2 separate regions of the Mus musculus genome follow, and region 2 is linked to region 1. A link is a contact called in public ChIA-PET data. All regions are on one chromosome and are shown on one strand. Each heading gives the region's core, a stretch centred on a gene start, on an enhancer-like site or on the middle of the called end of the contact. The rest is flanking DNA. Distances are from core to core; before and after follow the strand shown. Region 1 overlaps Ttc7 (tetratricopeptide repeat domain 7). Region 2 overlaps LOC115488765 (hapless 2-like).

Region 1 (4,624 bases), core at 1,672-4,171:
CAGCAGACAGTCTGGGCAAGGAGATGAAGGGAAGAGGCTCAGGGGGTCATCAAACATGGCCTCCCCCTAGATTTCCTCACAGAGCCATGATGTGGCTTCTGCCTTGGCTGACCCTGCTGTCCTGGTTGGATGACAGTAGGTCACTTTATGGTGGGTAGGGGAAAGAGACCCAATTCTACCCTACCTGCTGCTCTCTGACCCAGTGCAACGTGAACCCTGCTCCAAGAAGCAGGGCTTGCGGTTGGTGCAGTAAACATGAAGGGTCAGGGCCACCCTGAAGGGAAATTACTATTCCCCCAGCTTCCAGAAATGGATGCAGTATGGATGTTTCCTTTGCCCTCCACCAGGCCAGCTAGCTTTAGGATTTCATCCTTGGCTGGCTGTGCTAGGGTCATGATTAAGGCACACGCCTTACCAAGTGGTGCCCTCAGGACTCGAGGATTGGATGGAAGTGGTATACTGCACATGCAATCTAACAGTTCTCCCCTCTGAGCCCACAGCCTCTATGCAGGGCCCAGGAGCCCCACAAGTTCACCAGTCCCCACCAAGCACCCTCTGCATAACGCCACAGCCCCTTGCCCTTCCTATGTGTCCTTGTTGCTCTGCTCACAGTGTCTATGCAGTGGACACTTTACCCTGTGTACTGGCTGGCAATGTGTCAGGCTGAGACGTACACAGGCAGCCATGCAGTGACCAAGCCAGCCCTCCACGCAGCAGTGACCCCAGGAGACTCACTTGAAATTTTCAGGATGCTCGGTGATGGCCATATTGATGACGTCCAGGGCGTGCTGGTAATACTTCTGGGCAGAGAAGAGCAGCGCTAGCAAGTGGAGGGCATTGGCATCATCCCTGCACATCGTCAGGGCCTCCTGAAGACGCTCCATGGCGCTGGAGATCTGCCGGGAGAGACCGCCAGTTTAGGGACCTTAGACTCTGATTCCAGCAAGGAATGGCTCAGTCCTCCTCAAGTCAGCCTGGGACACCAGAAGCAAGCATCTTGAATGGAAAGAGTAGGGAGCCTTAGGTACAAGGGGAAGCCCCTTCCCAGAGCTTGGCTAATGGGGTCAACAGAGTCCACTCAGGGGGCGCTCCAGGTAGGTGGGACAGCATGACTAAAGCAGTGTGCGGCCCAGCTAGACGGCGGTCTCGGTTTTCGTACTCTGTGTTTTTCGACTTTATAATTAAGTATTGTTCTTTAGTAAGGTTAGACAGGGAAGGTGAGGCCAGATCGCATCATGGCCAAGGAAGCCATGGAAAGAGTCTAAGAAGTGCCGCAGTTGAGGCAAAGCTTTTCCCTCCCTCTGGTGGGGCAGACCTGCTGACATACAGAGCCCAAGTGTTTACAGCTTGGGTGTGCCTCCCTGGTGTGGAGCGAAGGACCACGGGCTCCCACTGCTTTGAGTCCTGCAGACAGACAGGCAAGGAAGATAACACAAGCCTGCCTCTGCTGCCTTACCAAATCCTCGCTCCTAGCTGGGATTGGGGAAAAAAAATCTGATAGTCTCCTCTGTTGAGGAAGCTCTATGGAGCCCAGCGTGTCTCAGGATGGATCGTAAGATCTCTGTGATCTTTCTCTGTCTGATTCTACCAGGTACCTTCACCCTTGCCCTGGCTGGACCACAGAGGTCAGAAAGTTCAGTGAATCTCCTCACATGGGCTGACCTGAGAACCCTCCACAGGGCCTGGGATGTTTCCACAGATATTAAGGAGTGAAGGAAATTCTGATCGTCACCAGTGGAAACACGCACCTACTAAAGGAGGCTGGGTTGTCCTGGTGTGTGCCCACCCTTCACTACCTCCTCCTTCTTCAGCAAACACATGCAAGGTGATCTCTTGCTTCCAGGGAACCTGGGGCTACCTGCCACCTGCTATCTGAATCAAAACAGCATGCTCTTTGGAGACTATTAGGCCGATAGAGAAAGCAACATCTTATTTGCCAATTTGAAAGATCTGGGCCTCTTATCCCCCGGAGCTCCTGCCTCCTGTAATTCATTTCCTGTAGGTTAGGCCCATGCTGCACTGGGGTGAATCAAGCTGGCCCGGTACACACAGCTGGATGTGCTTGTGTGTCCTTTAACCTCTTGTCTGTCTGAGCAGCCCCATCCTGAGGGGCTGGCCTTTCAGATCTGGTTAGGACAGGCTGCTAAGACCCATCAGCCTGCTAATGCGGGGCTCAGTGTAGGGGAGTGGTTTTCAACCTTCCTAATGTTATGACCCTTTAATACAGTCCCCAACTGTAAAATTATTCCATTGCTACTTCATAACTGCATTTTTTTTTTTTGCTGTAATGTAATTCTGCTGTAATGAATCGCAATACCTGATATGCAGGATATCTGATATGTGACAACTGTGGTGGTTGCAACCCACCACAGGGGTTGAGAATCTCTGATGTAAGCTAACTCTCCTACACTGCAGGCTCAGAGTACTACGGTGGCATCCCATCACCTCCCTCCTCAGACTGGCTGTCCAGCTCAGCTCAGGTTCCCAGAACGCACGCACGCGGCTTCTTCTCCCTGCTGACTCAGTAAAAGCTGCCCTCACTGCAAAGCCTTGCTCCTGTAGGATGCCTCCTCCTCAGCCACCGACCTATCCCTGGTGGTTGTGGACACCACGGCTACATAACCAGAAGAGAGGGCTGGGAGAGACTTGTCACCAGGCCGGAAGGAGGAGGGTTAGGTTGGCCCGTTTAGGCAGTGTGCCGGCTACAACAAGCCCAGCACATACCAGGCTCCTCCATCGCTCTGTTCATGCTCACCACAGCAAGGAAAACAACTTTACAGGACACCGATGGAGAAACACCGTCCCCTCTCACAATCTCACAGGGCCAAACGTTTTGGCTCCTGAGTAGGGTGTAGCGTGTGCACCACACTGCTCTGCTGGTACCTAGGGTGAGGCAGGAACACCCCTCTGGTCTGCATTTCCTCTGCAGTAGGATGTGGTCAGACAGGCAACCCGTGGTTGCTCGGAGGCTGAGGTATGATACACACTCTACAGAGCACCCGTCTGTGTTCCCCACTTAAGCCCCCCAAGACCCCACAACAAAGGAACTGGAGGCTTCTCCCTGCTACCCCAAGGGTGAATGCCCACTGGCAACTGTATTACTTCTGCTTTAGGTTCCGTCCACAATAAGGCTCAATTTTTTTTTTTAATGCTATGCTGGAGACTGAACCCAGGGCCTCTCATATGCTAAGCATGTGTTCTACCATCGACCTCTGCAGACACTTCTAAGAGTCCTGCTCACACCGGCCTCATGTATTCCTTGTGGTGCGTTGGAGTCTCACTGGGCCAGCTTCATCAATGGTCTCCTTATGGCCTCGGAGGAGGCTACAGGCACCAAGTGCCAGGTCTAGAATTGTGCATAGGTCAGGAACATGAAGAAGCAGCTAAGATTGGTGTGGCTACCATCTTAGTTCATGTGACTCTCCAAGTCTGGTCCTGTCCAGTGATTCATCAGACCAGACCCTCCAAATCCCCAGATGTCATAGATCAGGGCAGCCAGCCATGCTCTAGGCAGAGAGAGCCAGAAGGTAGGGTTGCAGAGACCCAAATGGGTGAAGATTCTAGCTTAAGAACCCACTCAAGGCCCTCAACCTTCTGAGGCTTTCTAGACCTGGTGTCCCTGAGGAAACGGAGCACCGGCTTCCACTGGCCTGACCAGCACTGCTTTTGGAAGATGGGCACTATTCATCAAGATAGGCAGATAACTGAAGAGATTAAAAAAATGCACCACGGAAGGCTTATCCTTCATGAGCTTGGCAAGACAAACTCCCAGGTTCCTTTACAGATGGCTAAAAATAGAGCAGTCTCAGGTAACTTTCCATCTGTTTCCAGAAGCTATGTGATATCTCCAGAGGAGAGGTATGCAGCAAGCAGGGCCTAGGCCAGGGCCTGAGAGTCAGGACGGGTATAGGGCAGAGGTGGCCAAAGGGCAGAGGTGGCCAAAGGGCAGAGGTGACCAAGTGGTGAATGAGTCACGGGGGAGGAGAAGCAGACAGCAGGCAGTAGGAGCGGGAGGGGACATGGGAGGGAAGAACTGAGAGACGGGCTCAGACTGACAAGTCAGGCTGCATGGGCATGAGGAGTCCAGGGAAGGCAAGAAGGAAGGGCTTTCAGTAGTGAGGCTTAACACACAGTGAGGTCAGAAAAGCGGGCTCCAGGGGAAGAAGAGGGGGAGGAAGGCAGAGTCCACTGCCCTTGGGCCAGAAGAGACAGCCGAGCTGCTCAAAGGCTAGGTATGGCAGGGATCAAGGGTCCTATCTCCAAGGGGACCAGGAGGTCCTTGGCTGGGGCAGAATGGACTTCGGAGCAAAGACCCTTGGCTCCAACAGTTCCTAGGCTTAGAAGAGCCTCAGTTTTTCAGGTATACGATGAGGTCATGTCCCTGTATGGGATGTTGGCTATGTATGAATGTAGATTTCTTTTTCTCTTCTGCTTGGTTTCTGGAGACAATGTCTTACAGTGTATTCCAGACTAGCCTGGAACTCCCATCAGTAGCCCACGCTGGCCTCGGTCTTCAGAGTTCTGCCTTAGCCTTTCAAGTGTCAGGGTTGCAGGTTGCACACCGTGCCCTGCTGGAGACAGGGTCTATGAGGATTTCTCTAGGCAGCTTGGAGTTTAATGTGTT
Region 2 (5,253 bases), core at 2,376-4,875, 390 kb after region 1:
AGTCAGGTCTTGACACTTTCCCGTGAAGGAGAAGAGAGCAAGGTTTGCTGCTTGCATCACCATTAGCTCTGGCTGTGTTTGCGAAGACTAGTATTCTGAAAGGAGGAAATGTGGAAAGGTTAAAGAGCTGTAGGAGCCAGCTCTGCCGGAAAGCTGAACTTGGTCCAAGCACCACAAGTTAGTAGCATGGCTGGCTGCCTTTCTCTAGGCCTGTTTTCTGCTTTAAAAAAAAAAAAAAATGTGAGCTCATCTTACAGGGACCCCGGGTCCTGGATGGCTTGTGAGAAGCTCTGAGACTCTCAGAGTACACTCCGAGTTGGGGACTGATGTGGGATGAATCATGTGGTGGTGACTTCATTGGCGACAGTGACCTCATTCCCTTGGCCCACAGTGATGCCAGACAGACTGCCAAGAATATTAGAGCTCTGGGGACAGTCACACCTGGTGGATGTGGGGGCGGGGCGGGCCCACTCTAGAACACTGCCTTGACAGTCCATGCACTCTTCAACTGGAATAGTTAGACCTCTGCAAGACCCTCAGTTTCCCATGGGCAAAAAAGAGAATGCCCAAGTGGTAAAACAGAACAAAACCAAAAACAGTTCTCAAATGTCAAGGACTCGGGCACAGGAAACAACTTTGTTTCTGGGCATCCCAGAGGCCTCTGCTCTTTTCCTTTTGTTTGAACTGTGAACACTGAAACAGACACAGGTCTGTGTGAGAACAGTGAGCCCGTCTAGGCCGCCTTCTCTTTTTCCTCTACTCCTTCCTTCCTCCTCCTCATTCAATATTCCACTTAACAAGCATGAATTGAGGTCGACTAGAAGCCAGGCTTTCTTCCTGGGCAGGGGACATCGAGCTGGCAAGTCACAGTCACTAGAGGGGGAGCGGGAAGGAGCTGATGGGAAAACAGATAGTTGCTACATAATGTAATCAGTACTGTGGGAGGGAATAAAGAACAGACTTCTGGAGGAGCCGGGGAGGCAGCAGCGCATAGCTGTGGGTGTGCTGTGGAAGGATTTGCAAAGTTACGGTATGATTGGCCTGGGGCTCTGAGGTCATAGGAAGAGGCCTGGGGAAAGCAGACAGTGCATGCTGGCCGAGGAAGGGCAGCGCAGAACTTCTCGGGCATTCGGATCATCTGAAGTGGACAGGTTATTTGTCAAACCTTATCCCGCTGGGCTGCGTACATTCAGAGAACGTATCTCCATCTCGATAGCAAGAGACAAAGGCATCATGTAGGTGAGCAGAGGTCCTAAAAGCAAGGGCATGGTGAACAAGGGAGTGATTGGCCGCGTGCTGCTGTGTGCGGTACCTGTGTGTCACTCAGTACTTGGTGGTCAGCGATGGAGATAATCTTACTTTATTTCTGAAATGACTCTGCAAGATAAGACTCGTGGACTCGTAGACAGCTATTAGTCCATCTGCCTAGGTCAGCACCATTTGCCTCACGTCTGCCATCAGGCGCTTTGACTGGAGGCTTTCCTCTTACACATCCTGCCTGAGTCCCCACCCCCCTTTTAAGTTTGTGACCCTCCTGTCCCTGAGTCCTTACTGGCTCCTTCAGATGGGCAGATTGAACTATTTCAGCTCTCCTTTTTGCCGAATGAGTTGAAGTTAGTTTTTAGCCTCTGATAACCAAAGGAATTCTGACTCTTATCGTGTTCGCATGATAGCCAAGGTAAGAAACACACAAAGACAGTCAGAACCTTGCTCAGTCTCCCAGCTGAGTAGCAGGGCTAGGGTTTGAAAGGTGCGCTTCCAAGCTCATGCTACTTGCTGTGTGTTCCATGACAAAACAGCAAAGATAGCAGATAAGGAAAATGACAGATCTCGGCCTGTCACTTGAGGCCACTCAGGGCCTAGGGTATGGGTTTGGAGACTAGAGCTAAGGTCAGGCAGAGTTGGGGAGAGAGTGTGTAAGAGCAAGCAATGGATTGCCATGAGCATGAAGAAGAGAGTGAGGCTCAAGAATGGTCACATGACAGTATCCATGGAGTTTGGTAACAGCCTGAGGAGGGTTTACATCTTCTGTTTGCCACTCTGACCAGCAGGTTTTCCTTGACTAATTAAACTAAAGCCTTAGACTTCATCTGATAATTTAAATTCACTTCATCCTTAAGCCAGTCAGGGTAGCCAGTGAAATGCTGGGTGGCTTTTACCTAACACTGGGGCTATACTCCATTCATAAAACCATCATCGTGAGAAGGGGTTGGGACCCTTTGGATGTCTTCAGCCTTTACTTCCGAGGCCCAGCCTTCATTCTGACTAGATTCTGTAATTCTGACGTGATAGACAGCAGTTAAGAAGGAGAATCTCTGCCGGAGAGGCATCCATCACATCTTGGTTGCTGCTCAGCCGAGTCCCTAGGTCTTCCGAAGGTGCAGTGGAAATGACAGCTTCAATGGGAGATGTGTGTGTCAGGTCCAGTGTGGAGGTAGACAAGATGGAGCCCAGGCTCACTCCAAACCTCTGTGGTGTCTCCCTTCCCTCCCTGAAGCTCATTCTGAGAAGTGATCAATAAGGAAGTAAAACGATTGTCTCCTTCCACACTGTCCCTGTCTTCAGATGGAGCCACATAAGCACGGAGGTGTCTCCTGCCACCCGCACTCTACTGACAAGTCACAGCCTCTGGCCACGTATCAGACCTGTGCTTCCCCTTCCTACACACTCTTGCCTTCCCGTCTGCATCCCTTTTTCTGGTAACATACATTGTACCGAATTTTGAGCTGAGGTACTAATGGCTTAAACATGGTGTCGAGTTCTTAAAAGTCGTTGGACCTTAATGAGCAAATCTAATAAAATCACCTCACTTGGCTTTCATTTCCAAATGAATGTAACTAGATTCCCCTTTCCAGTTTAGCACCTCCCAGAAATTCAGGCTATACCCCGTACCAAGCTCATGTGTCCTTAGGGACTTTTTTTGTTTTCAGTCTTCTGCCTTCCACTCTGCCTAAGCATAGGAAAGCAGTCATTGTGACCTGTGTTATCAACCATCCACTGCTCAGCTGGAGGAGAGGGCTGGACATATTATTATATAATATTATAATTCCTTGGAGATTGCTGGAAATATAATTTGGAAATTGTTCCCTTCCATAAACTTCAAAGAAAGATGGGTCACAAATTTGCCTGAGAAATGAAATCAGTATTTTATCCCATGCTTCAGTACTGAGAGTGCAGTAATTGAGTTTCTGGCTCAGAAGTGACAGATACTTGAGGTATGTAGATATAGGTGGTGGCAATGACATATACCAGCCCAACTCATCTGTCCCTATTCTGTCACAGTGGATGTTTTGGTCAGTGAACTTCAGAAACACATTTTGAATGTTAAGCAGCTTCTAGTTCAGTGGATCTCAACCTGTGGGTTGCAACACCTTTGGGGGTCAAATTTCAGATATCCTGCCTATCAAATATTTATATTACGATTCATAACAGTAGCAAAATTTCAGGCATGAAGTAGCAATGAAAATAATTTTATGGTTCGGGCTCACCACAACATGAGCCACTGTATTACAGGGTCCGCAGCGTTAGGAAGTTAGTGAAACTTGGGTTAACTATAGGCCCCACCCCCTGGAGGCCCAGCTTCAGTGGTGGCTACGTAAGGCAGTTCCTGACATGGGAAGTGGCACCTCAGAGCGGGCGGTGGTTGTGGATGTGGTTGGCATGCTTACGTTCCTGGTTCAAAGTGACAGGTGTACACACAGACTGTGGACAGCCGGGGGACAGCGACGGTGCTGGGAGTGGTTTTCCTACCGGAAAAGCTCTGAGGTGTGTGCTGGACATCACGTCGATCTTCAACAGTTCCTCTAGTCTCTCTGCTACCCCGTATGCTCTCTCTGGCTCACTTGGGAGTCTCCACACCTTTTTTTTTGTTTGTTTGTTTAATCAGCCATGGTTTCTGTGGCTTGGAACCAGCCTCCTGAGAAGGGGCATCGGGCAAGCAGATAACCCCACTGAATGTCCCTCATGTAAGCAATGTAGCCTTATCCACTTCTACCATAGCAAGCAACAGAACCGGACTGTTCTTAATGTAAGTAACTTGAAAATGGCACCAATTGCATAAAACTGTTGTTTCTCAAATACTAAACTGTATGTAGTCCAGGGTCAAGTTCCTGGAGAAAGGGACAGAGTAGTGTAAGCCCTGCTGCCTCCCTAACTTTCTATAGGAGGGGCCCCTTGTCCCCTGGTCTGTTACTGACTACCAAGTTGCCTATGTGGACTGTCAGCAAAGGACAAAGGTTCACAATAATCCAGGAGATGTTTGGGTTTCAACCAAGCCAGTGTAGTGACTTCAAGAGTCCAAGGAATTCAATGGCAGCTTCAGTAGATCGGTTATATATAGCTCTAGTGTCAATGTGACTTTAGAGATTTCCCCAACAAGGTTTAGAAACAAGCCTCGGAAGGAGCAAGTTCACTATAAACACTGCTGGGTAAAAGAAATCTGTATTTTTAAATAACAAAATTCAGGTGTCCAGCAAGACAAACTGAAAGAACTCAGTGGGGAAACCCCCACTCAGCTCCCGATTCAGCGTGCACCCAAGAATCACGAATAGAACACAACACCTTGATGTAACAAGAAGAGGTTTTTTAATGGCGGAGCTCCGGGTCGAAACGTATCTCACATAACAGGAGACAGTGGATTCGACCACGAGGCTTGGAAGCTAGGGGTTTTTATAGAAAAGGAGTGGGGCTGGGGGAGGAATTGGCACGGTTTCACATGATTGGTCCATTTAAACATCAGCAGTCTGTAATGTTTAACTTAGGTCAGAGGGGTGGGAGCTAGGGAGGCGATGGGCTTGCCCGGGCATGTCCTGGTCTGTTCTGCTATGTTCTCAGCCCCAGGTTTCAAAGCTCAGAAACAACTCTTTGGGCTATTTAACATACATTACATGAATTACAGTTTTATTTCCTTTCAAAACAAACAAACAAAACACCAAAAAACAAAAACAAAAAAAAAAACTGTTTCCGAATGTTATAAGGGACGGCACTTACATGTGGGTGGGACGCTGCAGCCACCACAGGAAACGCACAGTTAACAGAAACAAACCAGGAATGGCAACACAGGCAATTAGCAGACAAGCTTGCAATGTGCACAAAGATCTAAAGGAAAGCATGAACGTAATGAGGAGGAAAATAGAAAAGTTATTTTTAGAACCACATAGAGGTTTTAGACCTGAAGTGTTCACTACTTGAAGGGAGTAATTCACTGGACATTGAAAAGAAAACAACAGTTGACACTGGAGACTTAGCAATAGA

Evidence for each region. ChIA-PET counts read pairs in DNA pulled down with a chosen protein or histone mark.
Region 2: a contact with region 1 is called in an RNA polymerase II ChIA-PET map of memory CD8 T cells, with 17 read pairs. The contact joins two enhancer-like sites. A contact is called at or near these places in 3 of 39 promoter capture datasets (frontonasal cranial neural crest, liver and second pharyngeal arch cranial neural crest), 2 of 115 datasets of contacts at active chromatin or transcription factors (bone marrow-derived macrophages and memory CD8 T cells) and 2 of 9 other capture datasets (embryonic stem cells and liver).

The regions. Positions count from the first base shown.
Region 1 is chr17:87,342,813-87,347,436 of GRCm38.p6, reverse strand. It overlaps Ttc7 (tetratricopeptide repeat domain 7), which reads right to left. Exons shown (of 20, transcript NM_028639.3): 15 at 736-896. Among named protein-coding and RNA genes, the nearest start is that of Gm52284, 38 kb to the right of the region's middle. Within about 2 kb of position 2,921, at least 97 of the 459 cell types and tissues checked have an H3K27ac peak or open chromatin away from gene starts, as enhancers often do. A contact at or near this core is called in memory CD8 T cells, where this site is marked.
Region 2 is chr17:86,956,558-86,961,810 of GRCm38.p6, reverse strand. LOC115488765 (hapless 2-like) reads right to left here. Exons shown (of 3, transcript XM_030250169.1): 2 at 3,751-3,833. Among named protein-coding and RNA genes, the nearest start is that of Rhoq, 3.9 kb to the left of the region's middle. Within about 2 kb of position 3,625, at least 59 of the 459 cell types and tissues checked have an H3K27ac peak or open chromatin away from gene starts, as enhancers often do. A contact at or near this core is called in memory CD8 T cells, where this site is marked.